Linked DNA regions of Mus musculus: all the other regions are linked to region 4. The links are chromatin contacts, called in public promoter capture Hi-C maps. All regions are on one chromosome and are shown on one strand. Each heading gives the region's core, a stretch centred on a gene start, on an enhancer-like site or on the middle of the called end of the contact. The rest is flanking DNA. Distances are from core to core; before and after follow the strand shown. Region 1 holds the start of Hacd2 (3-hydroxyacyl-CoA dehydratase 2). Region 2 holds the start of Sec22a (SEC22 homolog A, vesicle trafficking protein). Region 3 holds the start of Ccdc14 (coiled-coil domain containing 14). Region 4 holds the start of Ndufb4 (NADH:ubiquinone oxidoreductase subunit B4).

Region 1 (3,151 bases), core at 645-3,144, 2.6 Mb before region 4:
ATGAGAGGTGCGGGGGTGGTTTGCATTTTTGGATTTTAGTTTTTGGGGTTTTTTTTTTGGCTTGGTTTTTATTTTATTTAAGATTTATTTATTGTAGGAGTGTTTCACCTGCATGTATGTATATGTACCATGTGTGTGCTTGGTGATTTTTGAGGTCAGATGATGGAGTAAGGGATGTTGAAAACTAAACCTGTACCTTCCTCCTTCACATGTTCTTTTAAAAGTCAGGGGAAAAGGCAGCAGGATGTCTTTACAGTCTTTGAGAGCAGGTAAGGATGAGAATTCAGCAATTTCTCTGCTCCTACCTCTCAGTTTCTGGGGGTGCATCATGACTTTCAATCCTAGCATCCTGAAGCTCTCAAATCTCTAGCCTGCAGGTCTTCCTGAACCTCAGAGTCTAAATCTAATTGTCTCTTCCACATTTCCACTTACATTTCTAAAAAGGATTTCAAGCTAAACATAAAAGTCCTGACTTCTGCCTTCAAACTTACTTCTTCTTCTTCTTTTTTTTATTTTTTGGTTTTTGGTTTGGGGAGACAGGGTTTCTCTGTGTAGCCCTGGCTGTCCTGGAACTCACTCTGTAGACCAGGCTGGCCTCGAACTCAGAAATCCGCCTGCCTCTGCCTCCCAAGTGCTGGGATTAAAGGCCTGAGCCACCACCGTCCAGCTCAAACTTACTTCTTTTTACAGCTTGTTCTCCCAAGCAATCTGAATGCTCCTTTTACCTTCCTTTAAAACCAAATGTTCTACCCAACACATTTCACTAACTCTAAAATATTCTGAGAATTCAATGTTCCTCACTTCAACTATTATCACACTGGCTTAAATCACTATCATTGTGACCTGGATCATTGTAATAATTTTCTGATACCACTTTTCACCAGCTAATTCATATCGATTCATTCCTGGATCCTTCTGTGTAATCTCTTGAAGACTGACGACGTTTGTTTCTTTCATTTATTTTGAAATATGTATATTTTCCAATACAACCTTGTATATGCTCCACAAGTACTTCTTGGAATCAATACATATTTTATTACATTACATAAATGCCAGTATATTTATGAACACTGATAGTAAGGTACTTTTTATGAAGAAAGTACTAAAAAAAGAAATGAGTGGGGTCAGCAGATTAAAGGAGCTTTCAGAAGTTATTTCTGATCTAACTCAGTAGAAGTATTTCCCTCCCACCTAGCCCATAACCTGTAGGTATAAACAACTCTTTACTGCCTTACAAGGTCCACCACTAACCACTGATTGACCTTAATCCTCTTTAATAAAAAGCAGGCCTACAAATGGAGAAAAACTGGCTAACCTTTAGAGACTGTTGGGAGTGTCCAAGAGAGCAGGTTTAAAAAAAAAAAAATCCAAAGACAGGGAAGAAATTGTTGAAGGCTATTTCCCCGAGTTGGCTACAATTAGAAGAGAAAGATAATATGTTACAAAAATGCTGGTTCCTTCTGCTCTCTGAACAGGACACACAGCTTAACTGACGTCAATCACCCTCTAGCTACTTGGGCAACTGTGTACAGGGGTAAAGATACCTGGTACCTGGTAGAGGCTAAAGTTACCGAGGACCAGGACATATCATTTGGATCCAGCAGGAAGAGATGGTCATAAGATAGCAAATGACCAGAGACAAATTATCCGTAAGAACAGGCCTGACAAGTGAGGCCCAGGTTCACATTAACCTGATCAAACCTGGCGCTGGATGCCCACACGGATTGTGCGCCGGAAGTTGGGAGGAAATTACCCCTATCCAAGATGGCGGCTACGGAGACGAGCGCCTGGAGCGTCTTTGCCCTCATCCAAGATGGCGGCCCCCGTGGGCGCTGTCCCGGCTCCGCCCCGTGCCGCGGCCCCGCCTCTCCCTCGTCCCTTCCTCCGCCCCCTCGTAGAGCCCAGTTGGGTCTGAGGTGCAGGCGCGAGGGGAGCGGGGTTGCGGGCGCTTGACATGGCGGCAGCGGCGGCGACTGCAGCGACCAAGGGGAATGGGGGCGGCAGTGGCCGAGTCGGGGCTGGCGACAGCAGCGGCGCGCGGAAGAAGAAGGGCCCCGGGCCTGTGGCCACGGCGTACCTGGTCATCTACAATGTGGTGATGACGGCGGGGTGAGGCTGGAGCTCCCTCCCCGGGGAGGCGGGGAGCGAGCTCTGTGACCGGCGGGGTCGGACCCGCAGCCCGGGGCGGCCGCGGGGCGAGCATGGGGCAGGCTGGCCGCAGAGCTGCCTGGTCAGGGCCGCGGCGGGGCGAGCGGGCGGGCGGGCGAGCGGGCGGGCCACAGGTGCGGCGCGGCGCGGCGCGGAGGCCAGCCCCGGGCGGCCGGTCAGCACTTCCCCAGCCCGGCGAGGAAGCCCGCCTGGCTGCGGAGATCATTCATTTAGGCGGCCGCTTTCAAAACCCAGGCGGGAGCGTTCGTCTGGGAGGCGGTAGGAACGTGGTCGAAGTTTTCCGCCAGCCGCCCGAGCCGGAGCGGTCCGAGACCGGGGCGGAGACTTTGGAGGGGGATTACTTAGATTTTCTTGGGGCAAGTTGAGATAGGGAGAGAATCGACTCTGGGGATGGTGTCTACCCCATTTCAAGTCTGTCTCTTCATAGCAGGGCTTTTAGTTCCAGTTCTCACACAACTCGCCCTGGGACTTTGAAGAAACCTGCTTCTTTCTCTGGGTCTCTAGTGGGTTTGGTTTTTTTTTTTTTTTGTTTGTTTTTGTTTTTTTGTTTCCCCCCCAGTTAGGTAGAGTTGGGCTAGGTGAATCCAGTTTCGCAATCCGGTGGTTTTGGTGAGCTGGATCACCATATAAATTTAAATTGTCAGGAAATTCCTAAGTCGTAAAACTTCTTAGGTGCAATTTCTCCTGCCTTCTGTTCTCCCTTCCCTTTTCTCTTTCTTTTCCCGTTTTTTTTTTTTTTTTTTTTTTTTTTCTTTTTTCTTTTTGACCAGAACTCATTATGTAGTCCTGGCTCGCCTGGAACTTGTGATTCTCCTGCCTCAATCTTGTGACTGTTGGAATCAGGGGCCTGTGCCACACCACTCTTGACTCCCTAGCAAGCATTCATCCGTTTGTTTACTGGTGCTGGCGATTGAACTTAGGGCCTCACACTTGCTTGTACTCTACTACTGTGCTAGCACTATGGCTTTTTTTTTTTTTTTGT
Region 2 (3,177 bases), core at 214-2,713, 2.3 Mb before region 4:
TCAGTGTTCATAGTGCTACAAGTTGCTATGCAAGTGACTGGAGAAAGGCAGCCATCCATTTCACCCAACTACGAACCCTGCAAGCTCTAATAATGACCTGCCTACAGTGCCCAGAGGTACAATATGACAGAATATTATAGGAGTTACCTATCTTTTTTTTTTAATTGAATTTAAGATCCACTTCATACACCTCATTTGAACCTTCCGGGAACCGGTAAGGTTGGGTATTTGTTTCACTTTGCTTTGGAAGAAACACAGGTTCCAAAAGCTTAAGTCATTTGTTCAACCCCTAGTAAGTAATAAGTTGTTACTAACTCTAATAACTCTATAAGACACTGCCTCTAAACATACCCAGGCTTCGTTACTACATGGAGAGGAAGGTGGCAAGTATCTCTTTGCTAGTGTCTTTTCATACACCAAACTAAAATATACTTAAACTTTACCCAGTCTCTAAAAATCAAGTACTAAACTGATGTGATCTTCTTAAGTGGAAACGGCCGATCCTTTAGTAACTTTTGGTTACGGGTGTCAGGTTCAGCTCTCAAGTCTTCCTTTACACACTAGAAGTTCTAAGTATTGTTTAAGAAACCGACTTCTCACGGTACTGGCAAACGAGTGGGTACCAGTAACATGGAATGTGATTCCGTTTTTTAAAAAAATGGTGGTTGTACTAATCCGCTGGGATTCTATCACGTGTAGCCTGGCGGGACACCCAGGCTCTGCCCAGGGTTAAGCACAGGAGGGGCGGGTTCTGAAGAGTTCCACCTGCCCCCAGGTGATGGTGATCCCGGAAGCTAAGCAGCAGGAGACTCCCCACTTGTGGAGCCAATTTCTCAGGTCTCTTTTCTGCCACAGAGAGTCGCAAAGCACCTTTAAAACAGGGCCTCACGGGATTTCCCAGAGCCAACGAGTAAGATGTCCAACTGCAACGCCCATTCAGACTTCACAAATCACAGGGTACAAGCTACCCCGCCCAAAAGAAAGTAGGAATGCCACCTCAAGCTCTCTCGGGCCACCTACCAGCCCGAGTGAGTCGGTGTGCTGCTGACATCGGGAGCCAGGGAGTCAACACTACGGCTCGCTGGCAGCCCGGGACGGCCGTCCCTCCCCGTCAGCAGCCCCTACTCCAGCCGCCCATCCTAGGACAGGCCTGCTAAACAGCAACCGCCGCCCGCGAGGCTCGCAGCCCTAGGTCGCAGGGACTCGGACCCTGCACGCCCGTCCTCCTAAGCTCTGAGGCCACCGCCACCAAGCTCCGGCTCGGACAACTACCGGTCAAGCCGAGGTGGAACTCCGAGAGAGCGGCGCGAGCAGCCGGCCAGAGCTCCGGGAGACCCAGAGGAAGCTGAAAAGAGGGGCCGGGCCATACCTGTCGCTCCGGGACCCGCGGCTCGGAGTGACGTGCCACGCAGTGCATTGTGGGGCCGGGAGTGGCCTTCCAGCGGGGATGCCCGCGTCCAACGTGGCTGGCGCCGGCGGAGCTCGCACGGGCCTATCGGACGCCGTGGGAAGCATCCAAAGACCCGCCCCTTTCCGAGGCCCGCCCTATCCCCGCCTCCTCCGGCGGAGATTGGCAGGTTTTCCTGCACCTGCGCCAGGAGATTGCCTTCTCTTCTAAGAAGAGAATTATGCTGTCCTTCGGAAATAAGGCTAATCTCCTTCACCTGCTGCTTTGTGTCGGGAAGCAGTTTGTCTCTCGTGCGCCACTCGGGACAGAGGAAAAGCTCTCTCTGGTGAACAGGGAAAGGATCTTCTTCCATCAGGCACTACACAAAGAAACTTAGCAAAACAGAGAGAAAAGCCTCAGTAGCTCCTCCCAGCCTTCACGAGGTTAAGTATTATTAAACAAGGATATGCTGAATGTCAATTAAATGGTCGGCAGCATCTTAAGCATGTTTTACAGGAATGTCCACAGCACTCCTTTTAAGGTGTAATAGGAATAAAAGGCATTAAGGTAAATTGTTACAGAAATGTACATTTGACTGGTACTGTGAAGAAAAACTAATAGGTACATTGATGAATGAGTTGTGGACTGTCGGGGAAGAGCTCCATGATTACGTACCTTTTAAGGTCAAGGTATATTAAGGGACCCTTAAAAATGTTCTAGACCCTGGAAACATGATTTGTGAGCATTTAACTGTACTAGGAAGTCGTGATGGTTGGTTTCTGTCAACTCGACAGAAACCTTCACATAGCTAGAAGAAGGAATCTTGATAAACCCTCTGTAAAATTAGCCTAGTGGGCAAGTGTGTAGGATATTGCCTTGATTGACGATGATACAGGAGAGCCCCGCCCAATGTGGGCGGTCTTCACCCCAGTGCAGGTAGTTCTATGTTGTACCAGAAAGTAGGCTGAGCAAGCAATGGGGAGCAAGCTAGTAAGCAGCACTCCTCCATGACTTCTGCCTCACTTCCTGTCCAGATCCCTGCCTTGAGCTCCTGCCCTCACTTCTTTTCGTAGATGAAATAAATCCTTTCCACACCCAGTTGCCTTTGGTCACTATGGTTAATTTCATCAATAAAAAGCCTAAAGCAGAAAGTATGTAGGGGCAAGAAGTTTAGGCTGAGATGAGGCAAGGTCTAACTCTCTTTGGCTACTTTATACAGTTCAGACTTCAGCAACACACCCTAAGATCAATTCACAGAGCTAATAAAGATTCTTAAGTAGGATCTGATTTACATATTTTAAAGCTCATTTTGCTGTTTATGGAGATGGATGGATAGGGAGCAAGAAGGGTTACTGATGGGCCAGTTTGGAGGCAGTTGTATTGGTCAAGGCCACAAATGATGGTGGCTTAAACAAAGATAATGGCAGTAGAGGCAGAAAGAGATGGACAATTTCAAGATATTAATAAATCATAGGTGGAGTTCATGGGTCTTAATGGACTGATTTTCTGGAGCAGGTCAAAATAAAGGAGACTATTAAACATGGTGCCTTAGGTAACTAGATGGGTTAAGAAGCCATTAGGATTCTCAAAGTGTAGCAAACATGTGGGCTATGTTAAATTTGAAGACCTATAAATGGGAATGTCAAGAGGCAGTTGGGGATAAGTATGCCTAGGGCTCAGAGGGGAGATCTGAACTAATTATGTATTTGGTAATTCTTAGTATGACTTAACAGGGCATTCCACTCTGAGATAAAGTTCCAGCAGAAATGTATTCATGTGTATTAAAATGT
Region 3 (2,988 bases), core at 153-2,652, 3.0 Mb before region 4:
GATTTTACTTGTGGAATATGTATATGTGTATATATATGCATATAATTTTATTTATATAATGTATATATTTTTATTTTATTTATTTTTAAATTCTTACATGTATAGATGTTTTCCTTGTGTGTATGTCTGTGTACTACATGCTGGGGACCAGAGGCCAGAAAAGCGCACTGGATTCCCTGGAACTGAAGTTGTAGACAGCTGTGAGCTGATGCTAGGAATTGAACTCAGATCCTCTGCAGTTGTATCTAGTGCTCTTAACTTATGTGCTACCTATTCAGCTACATTTTAACTAATTTTTTTAAAAAGAATTATTTATTTATTTTATATATGTGAGTACACTGTAGCTGTTCAGACACACCAGAAGAGGGCATCAGATCCTATTACAGATGGTTGTGAGCCATCATGTGATTGCAGGGAATTGAACTCAGAATGTCTGGAAGAGCAGTCAGTGCTCTTAACCACTAAGCCATCTCTCCAGCCCCATTTAAATTCATTTTTTAAAAAAGGTTTATTTAAGTAGGGTGTGATAGCATACACCTTTAGCACCAGCATTAGGTAGGCAAAAACAGGAGGGTCTTTGTGAATTTCAGACCAGTATGGTCTACATTGTAAGTTTCAGGCCAAGCAAAATTATGCGCGCGCGCGTGTGTATACATATATATCCTTCTTTAAAATGTCGTATGCATATGTGAGTACCACTTGTACAACTGGTGCCTGAGGAGGCAGAAGAGAGTACTAGATCTTCTGAAATTGGAGTCACATGGTTGTGACCCACTACCTGTGGGTATCCAACCTGAGTTCTTTGCAAGGGCAAGAGTTGCTCTTATCCACTAAGTCTCTACAGGTCCCAGGGTTTTAAAATCAACACAACCCTTTTTTTTTTTTTTTTTTTTTTTAACAAAGGTAGCCATCTTACCATAGAAAGAAGAGTCAACCGGGTTAATTTCTCTCCAACTTGATTTAAAACAATCCCAAATATAGTGTCTCAAACACCATTCTCTATTTAGTGCAGCTATCAGTGGTAAAAAATACTGCCATCCTTTATCAACAGCAATTATCTCGATAGAAAAAGTAGACAGCCAAACCATTGAACACTGTTCAGGTTAGATTTCTATTGACTCTCAAGAACAAATACACTTAAAACAGTACACAAAGCTTCTGAAATCCAGCGGTAGTCCTTTACCCAATGGGCTAGCAGGCCCTGGTTCCCACTTCAACCAGTTTGAAGAATGCTGCAAAGCCAACGAGTTCCTCGCCCCGCCCCTCCCGCAAGGCCCCGCCCACATCAGGCCCCGCCCCCGCGTCCGCCCCGCCCCCCGGGCCGTCTGTTGGCCTCTCCCACTCTCCGCCTGGGCGTGGCAAGCTGGAGCACGCGGAGTCTGTTGCGCACGCCCAGGGCTCCAGGTTCCGACCCGAAGGAAAACCTTTTAGCGCCAAGGAGGCTATGAGTCCCGGCGGTCCGCGGCCTTCTTCCCGGAAGCGGAAGCTCAGGGGGCGGGACAAGGGAGGTCCGGACATCTCGGCGGTTAATTCTTTTTTTCTCAAGTATTCGTTTCCCTACGCCTGGGCTCTTCTGAGGCTGAGAGAAATGGTCAGGTCCGGATCTCGACCGGGCCAGGTGAGGGCTGCGGACCTGATGAGTCCACTGTGGGGTGGCGAGAGGCGAGGGGGATTTAGGAAGGTGCTAGAAAAAAAATAGTAACTGCGGCGCGCCCGAAGTGGTGAGGACGTCCCTAGATGAATGCTTTATTCAGGGCGGCCGTGCCAGTCTTCCAGAGCGCAGTTTGGTGTCAGACCCCGGGTTCGAAGCCCAGCCTTTATCACCAGTGCAGTGACCTCCTTCCCGCTCTGTGCTTTGCAGTTGTTTCCAATATTACGTAGTTATCCAGCAATTGTGCCTCTACAAAGCCAGTAATTTGCCCGACTTGGTCATTTGTCCGACTGCCTAATAACATCTCTATCAGAGAAGTTCTTAGGATCTTAGCTTGAGTTAATCCTCTCCCCGGATTCAGCTTCTCGGTGCTTCTCTTAACTGATCTTCTGTCTCTGTTGTTGGAGTCTCCCAGTAAGTGGCTGTACCCGCCCTCCGTTCTCAAACGCGTGACTCTTGATGTTCTCTAGTAACTGCTCCAAGTACGACAGGGAAACCCATTTTCAAGATACACATTTGGCTTGGAACAGAGCCATTTTGGATCCTTTGCAGTTCCCGCCCCATCCAATCAGGTCCAATAGAGCTAAACTAGTTTTAGCCCTGCTGTGCCCTGGGCGTTCTGACCTTTCGTGCTCCCACGTCTTTTCAAATTATGGTGGGCCTGTTAATTCTATTTTCCTTCTAGCCCTCATGTCAAGAACCGTCTCTAGAATATTTTTCCAACACCATCACATCTCCGCTAGTTGGGCGTGCTTCAGGCCACCTTCCGCATCTTGCAATCTTCCACAAATCACTTCATGTTGGACCTGGTGCTAGTCTACTACTAGAATATTTCATCTCTGTCTTGGAGATTTAGAAAGCACTTGGCATATAGTAGACTTGGGGTTTTACTTTGTTTCCCACCATTTAACAACATACCTATAATGTTGTCTTTCTTGCTAATGTATATTTTGCACTCCCCCCTCCCCCCCAAAAAAAAAACCCTGTCTTGAGACTTCCTTTTTTGAATGGTTGCATGTTGTCAATATGTCTAGGGAAATATGCTGTAGTCATCAAAGAAATGGAAGTTAAAATATTTTCTATCACAAAATAAGTATTGGTGATGGTGTTGAGAAATTGGTACTCTTGTATAGTCCTGGTGAGAATATAACTAGTATAGCTTCCTCAGAAAATAAGCCGAGCACGACAGTGCACAAGTGTAGCCCTAGTATTTGGGAACCCGAGGCAGGAGGATCATGAGCTCAAGGCCAACTTGAATAACAGTGAGATCCAGTCTCAAAAAAACCCAAACCACTTAAAGTAGAGCTAAGGTGACCCAGCCAGCTTCATTACTGGTA
Region 4 (3,469 bases), core at 564-3,063:
AAACACAGGTAGCTCTACAAGGCCAGGGACTTCCAGCTGGCTTTGTACTCTCAACTCAGCATCTTCGTCTCATAATAGGTCCTGAGCAGTTATTTTTGACCTAATTAGTTACCCCTAAAGACTAGACAAAGGGTGCACAAGTTTTGGCTGGTAAACGATTAATGGGGCAGCTAAGGAGGCAGGTGTCTCTATTTCTATTAGAGATGCGAAATGGAAACTTCCCTGGGTTACAGAGATCAAAAAACAGACGACTGGGGGTTCAAACTTCACATCTGACTGAGGCCTTACTCTAGTTACTTTTAAAAAGTTAAACAAACAAACAGGCCCCGTGTTGTGGTTCATGCCTTTAATGTGAGCACTCACAAAGCGGAGGCAGGTTGATCTCTGTGAGTTCAAGGCCAGCCTGTTCTACATACTGATTTCCAGGACAGCCAGGGCTGCTGTATATTCAGACCCTGTCTGAAAAAAAAAAAAAAATAGTAACAATCCCATGCTATCTAGCTTATAGTATAGAACAGGTGTATCTCTTTCACCATGTAAACAAAGGTCTGCTTGAGGATACTCTATCTGTGCAGAAGGTAATATAAGTCACACAGACTAGGGTGTGTGACCTGTTTCTGGGTGTCACTGTCCATACAGTCTCATCTAGAAAGCCAAGAGACTAACACAGTAACCTCTGTGAATGACTGCGACATTTAATTTTTTTAAATGTCTTTCAGACCAGGCATGGGTTTCAAGTGGCAGTAACCCCAGTATGTGAGGCTGTGGCTGGAGGACCTGGCATTCTGAGCCACCTGGAGACTAGCATTGAACCTGACCACTTTGTGTAACTTTCCCTTGGTTGTTCTAACTTTCAAAAATGATAGAGAATATGTATGCAATTGTTGGAAAATCTTTATTTAAAAAAAAATCCCATTTGAGATATTTAGACAGCTTTTACAGAAGAAACTGTCTAAAAGCACACTTGCCAAAATATTTTTTTAGTGATGTATGTTACATACATAGTAATGCTACGTACTTTCTTGTTTGATTTCACAAATCTGACGGATGCACACCATTTTCCACGAGAACACAAAAAAGCTATGGTTTGAGAGGGATTACGTAAATTGCCCAGGGATCATAGTTGGTTATTATATGGGGCCATGAGGTCTGCTTCCAAAGCCGAATGCATCAAAGCCTCAGCTTCTATAACACACTTCATTTGAACAACCCCTATTCTCAAGAGAAAGAAAGAAGTGTCCTTGAGAGTTAGGAGCTGAATGGCACAAAACAGCTTTTTATGCAGTACACTTGGGAGAACCGGGCTTGAGCACGCCCTTTTCGAGGAAGATACTGTGCTAGATTAGTCAGTCATGTGTTAATCTGCCTCAAAAGATATGAAGGACCATATTATGGCCATGTTTCAGACAAGAAAGCCGAGACTATGCAGAGTGGAACAAGTTTCTCTAAACCAAGGGGGAAGCCGTCCGATCCCTTTGACCACTGAGCCGAAGGCCGAAGTTGAAGGGCCAAGGGCTGTGCGGCTCGGGGCCGGTGTCCAGCACACGGAGGGAGCTGGGCGGCCCCGCGTGTGCCCACGCGAGATGCGGCTGCCCCGGCCCACAGTCCCGCCCGGCCCCACTCACGATGTGCGACACGCGTTTGGGGTCGTTGTACTGAAGCAGATACTCCCGTTTAAGCCGGGCCCTTATGCTCAAGCGCTCGACCTGCGCCCTTCTGGTCTCCGGAGACACGTCATACTCGGCAGGGTCGAGGGTACTGGGGAGAGTGGCCAGGGGCGCAGGCTTATACTTGGAACCCGACATCTTGACTCCCGGCGCACATCTGCGCCTGCGCGGATATGAGGGCTGCCCTCTCGAGTCTGACCTTCAGGCTCAGGAAGTGCGCCTGCGCGCGCACAAGGCGCTCTGGCAGGAAGGGGCGGGAGAGGGGTGGGGTTCGAGGCTGGGTGGAGCCTTTGCCAATCCTCCTTCACGCCCTCGTCCCGCGTATTCTGCGCGTGCGCACTGCTTCTCGTTTTGCCTCCTCTTGTCTGGTGGTAAACTCCTTTTCTCTCTGTGCTACTACTTGTTTGCAGAACTGATTTCCTGAAGTTGAGTAGACTAGAGGAGACTGGGAAACTGGGTTGTCTGTGACTCCTGAAGTCCTACAGTCCAGGGTGGGTTCTTCCAACCTGGGTGACCTTGTCATTAGTCAAGGTCATTAGTGTCTCCCAAATTTCCTTTTTCTTACCCTGGAGAAATGACCTTGACTCTGCACTCCTAGCAAGGTTGTTGGAATTAAATGAGACATTGAAAACAATGAAATTGCTTTTCAAACATTTCCCTAGCTACGCCCCACCCCAAACAAAAAAGAGAATAAGCTTTCTAAAGGTTACCACTTTAGGACCAATCCACTGTTAACCCCAAAGATGGGAGGAGAAAGACCACCGACTCAGATCATCTCGTCCAGATTAATTAAAGTCAGGTTTTTATTCCTGTACACGAGCTGCCTCCCCCTGCCTCCTCCTAAGGCAAGGTTCATTGGATGTGAGGAAGGCTTTTATAGCTCAGAGGTAGAGGAGTTCTAAATGGGGGATTTGTGGCAAAATAGGAGTTACAGGAGCAGAATATAGGCATAATAAGTTAGTCTCCTGAAACAAAGACACAAAGGCAGTCATAACAGCAGGTAGTCATACAAGGTACCCATACAAACCTTTTGCAAGATAAACATTAACTTTTTGAAACAAAAATGTGAGTGCTATTCCTGGAACAGGCAGTACAGAACCATTTGTAGTTAAGGTTACAGGTGGGGCATAGCCCAATCTTTGATTAATTAACAGCTTTAATTCATCAAGTTAATTTGTTTAACTTAGTTTGTCTTTACTATCAGATGGCTTTTAAACCTAAGATGGAGGCAGACTGGTTCTTCACCACCTAAGTATAAGCTTATCTTTTGAAGACATAAAATACTGTTTAAAAGGAGAGTGGGGTTACAGAGCAAGTTTTACCTGGCTGTAGTAGATCAGAAAATAATAAAGAATGAAACTCCTGAGTAAATACCTTAGTGAAAATGCAAACAAAACAAAACAAAAACACCTCTCTTAAATCCTCAGCACTCCTCAGGTGCTGAAAGTAAAAGACATCCTTTCAGATAGGAAAGTAACAAGCAGAATAACAGTGCATTCCCGCAAACCCTTGGGAGGCTGAGGCAGGAGCTCTGAGCTCAAGGCCGGCCTGGGGTACACCACAAACCTCTGTTTCAAGAGAATAAGAACAGGAAAGATGATTTGGAGAGTAAATGAAGGTAACATGCAGCTCTCAGCATCTCTGCACCTCCCGCTCCCATCCCCCCTCCAATGCTCCACCCCCTGTCACCACCCCTCCTTACTCCCTCCCACTCACACTCCTCACTCCCCCACCCCCACCCCCACACACTATCACTAAGGGGAAAGATCAACTTCAAGGCACACAGCAGGGTCCTTAGCTTC

Evidence for each region. Promoter capture Hi-C pulls out the DNA fragments that hold promoters and counts their contacts.
Region 1: a contact with region 4 is called in a promoter capture Hi-C map of pre-B cells, with 6 times the contacts expected there. The contact joins the promoter of Hacd2 here to the promoter of Ndufb4 in region 4. A contact is called at or near these places in 1 of 39 promoter capture datasets (pre-B cells) and 3 of 484 Hi-C or Micro-C datasets (CD4 T cells, CD8 T cells and regulatory T cells).
Region 2: a contact with region 4 is called in a promoter capture Hi-C map of pre-B cells, with 4 times the contacts expected there. The contact joins the promoter of Sec22a here to the promoter of Ndufb4 in region 4. A contact is called at or near these places in 1 of 39 promoter capture datasets (pre-B cells) and 2 of 484 Hi-C or Micro-C datasets (CD4 T cells and regulatory T cells).
Region 3: a contact with region 4 is called in a promoter capture Hi-C map of pre-B cells, with 7 times the contacts expected there. The contact joins the promoter of Ccdc14 here to the promoter of Ndufb4 in region 4. A contact is called at or near these places in 1 of 39 promoter capture datasets (pre-B cells), 1 of 484 Hi-C or Micro-C datasets (CD4 T cells) and 1 of 9 other capture datasets (liver).

The regions. Positions count from the first base shown.
Region 1 is chr16:35,020,527-35,023,677 of GRCm38.p6, forward strand. Hacd2 (3-hydroxyacyl-CoA dehydratase 2) reads left to right here and starts at 1,895. Exons shown (of 7, transcript NM_023587.2): 1 at 1,895-2,109. The coding sequence starts at 1,955. LOC105246106 (a long non-coding RNA gene) reads right to left here and starts at 1,819. Exons shown (of 5, transcript XR_876048.3): 1 at 1,545-1,819; 2 at 1,316-1,412.
Region 2 is chr16:35,362,455-35,365,631 of GRCm38.p6, forward strand. It overlaps Sec22a (SEC22 homolog A, vesicle trafficking protein), which reads right to left and starts at 1,464. Exons shown (of 7, transcript NM_133704.4): 1 at 1,370-1,464.
Region 3 is chr16:34,689,214-34,692,201 of GRCm38.p6, forward strand. Ccdc14 (coiled-coil domain containing 14) reads left to right here and starts at 1,403. Exons shown (of 13, transcript NM_172824.3): 1 at 1,403-1,618. The coding sequence starts at 1,445. Gm35150 (a long non-coding RNA gene) reads right to left here and starts at 1,493. Exons shown (of 4, transcript XR_876043.1): 1 at 1,425-1,493.
Region 4 is chr16:37,652,555-37,656,023 of GRCm38.p6, forward strand. It overlaps Ndufb4 (NADH:ubiquinone oxidoreductase subunit B4), which reads right to left and starts at 1,814. Exons shown (of 3, transcript NM_026610.1): 1 at 1,626-1,814. The coding sequence starts at 1,805.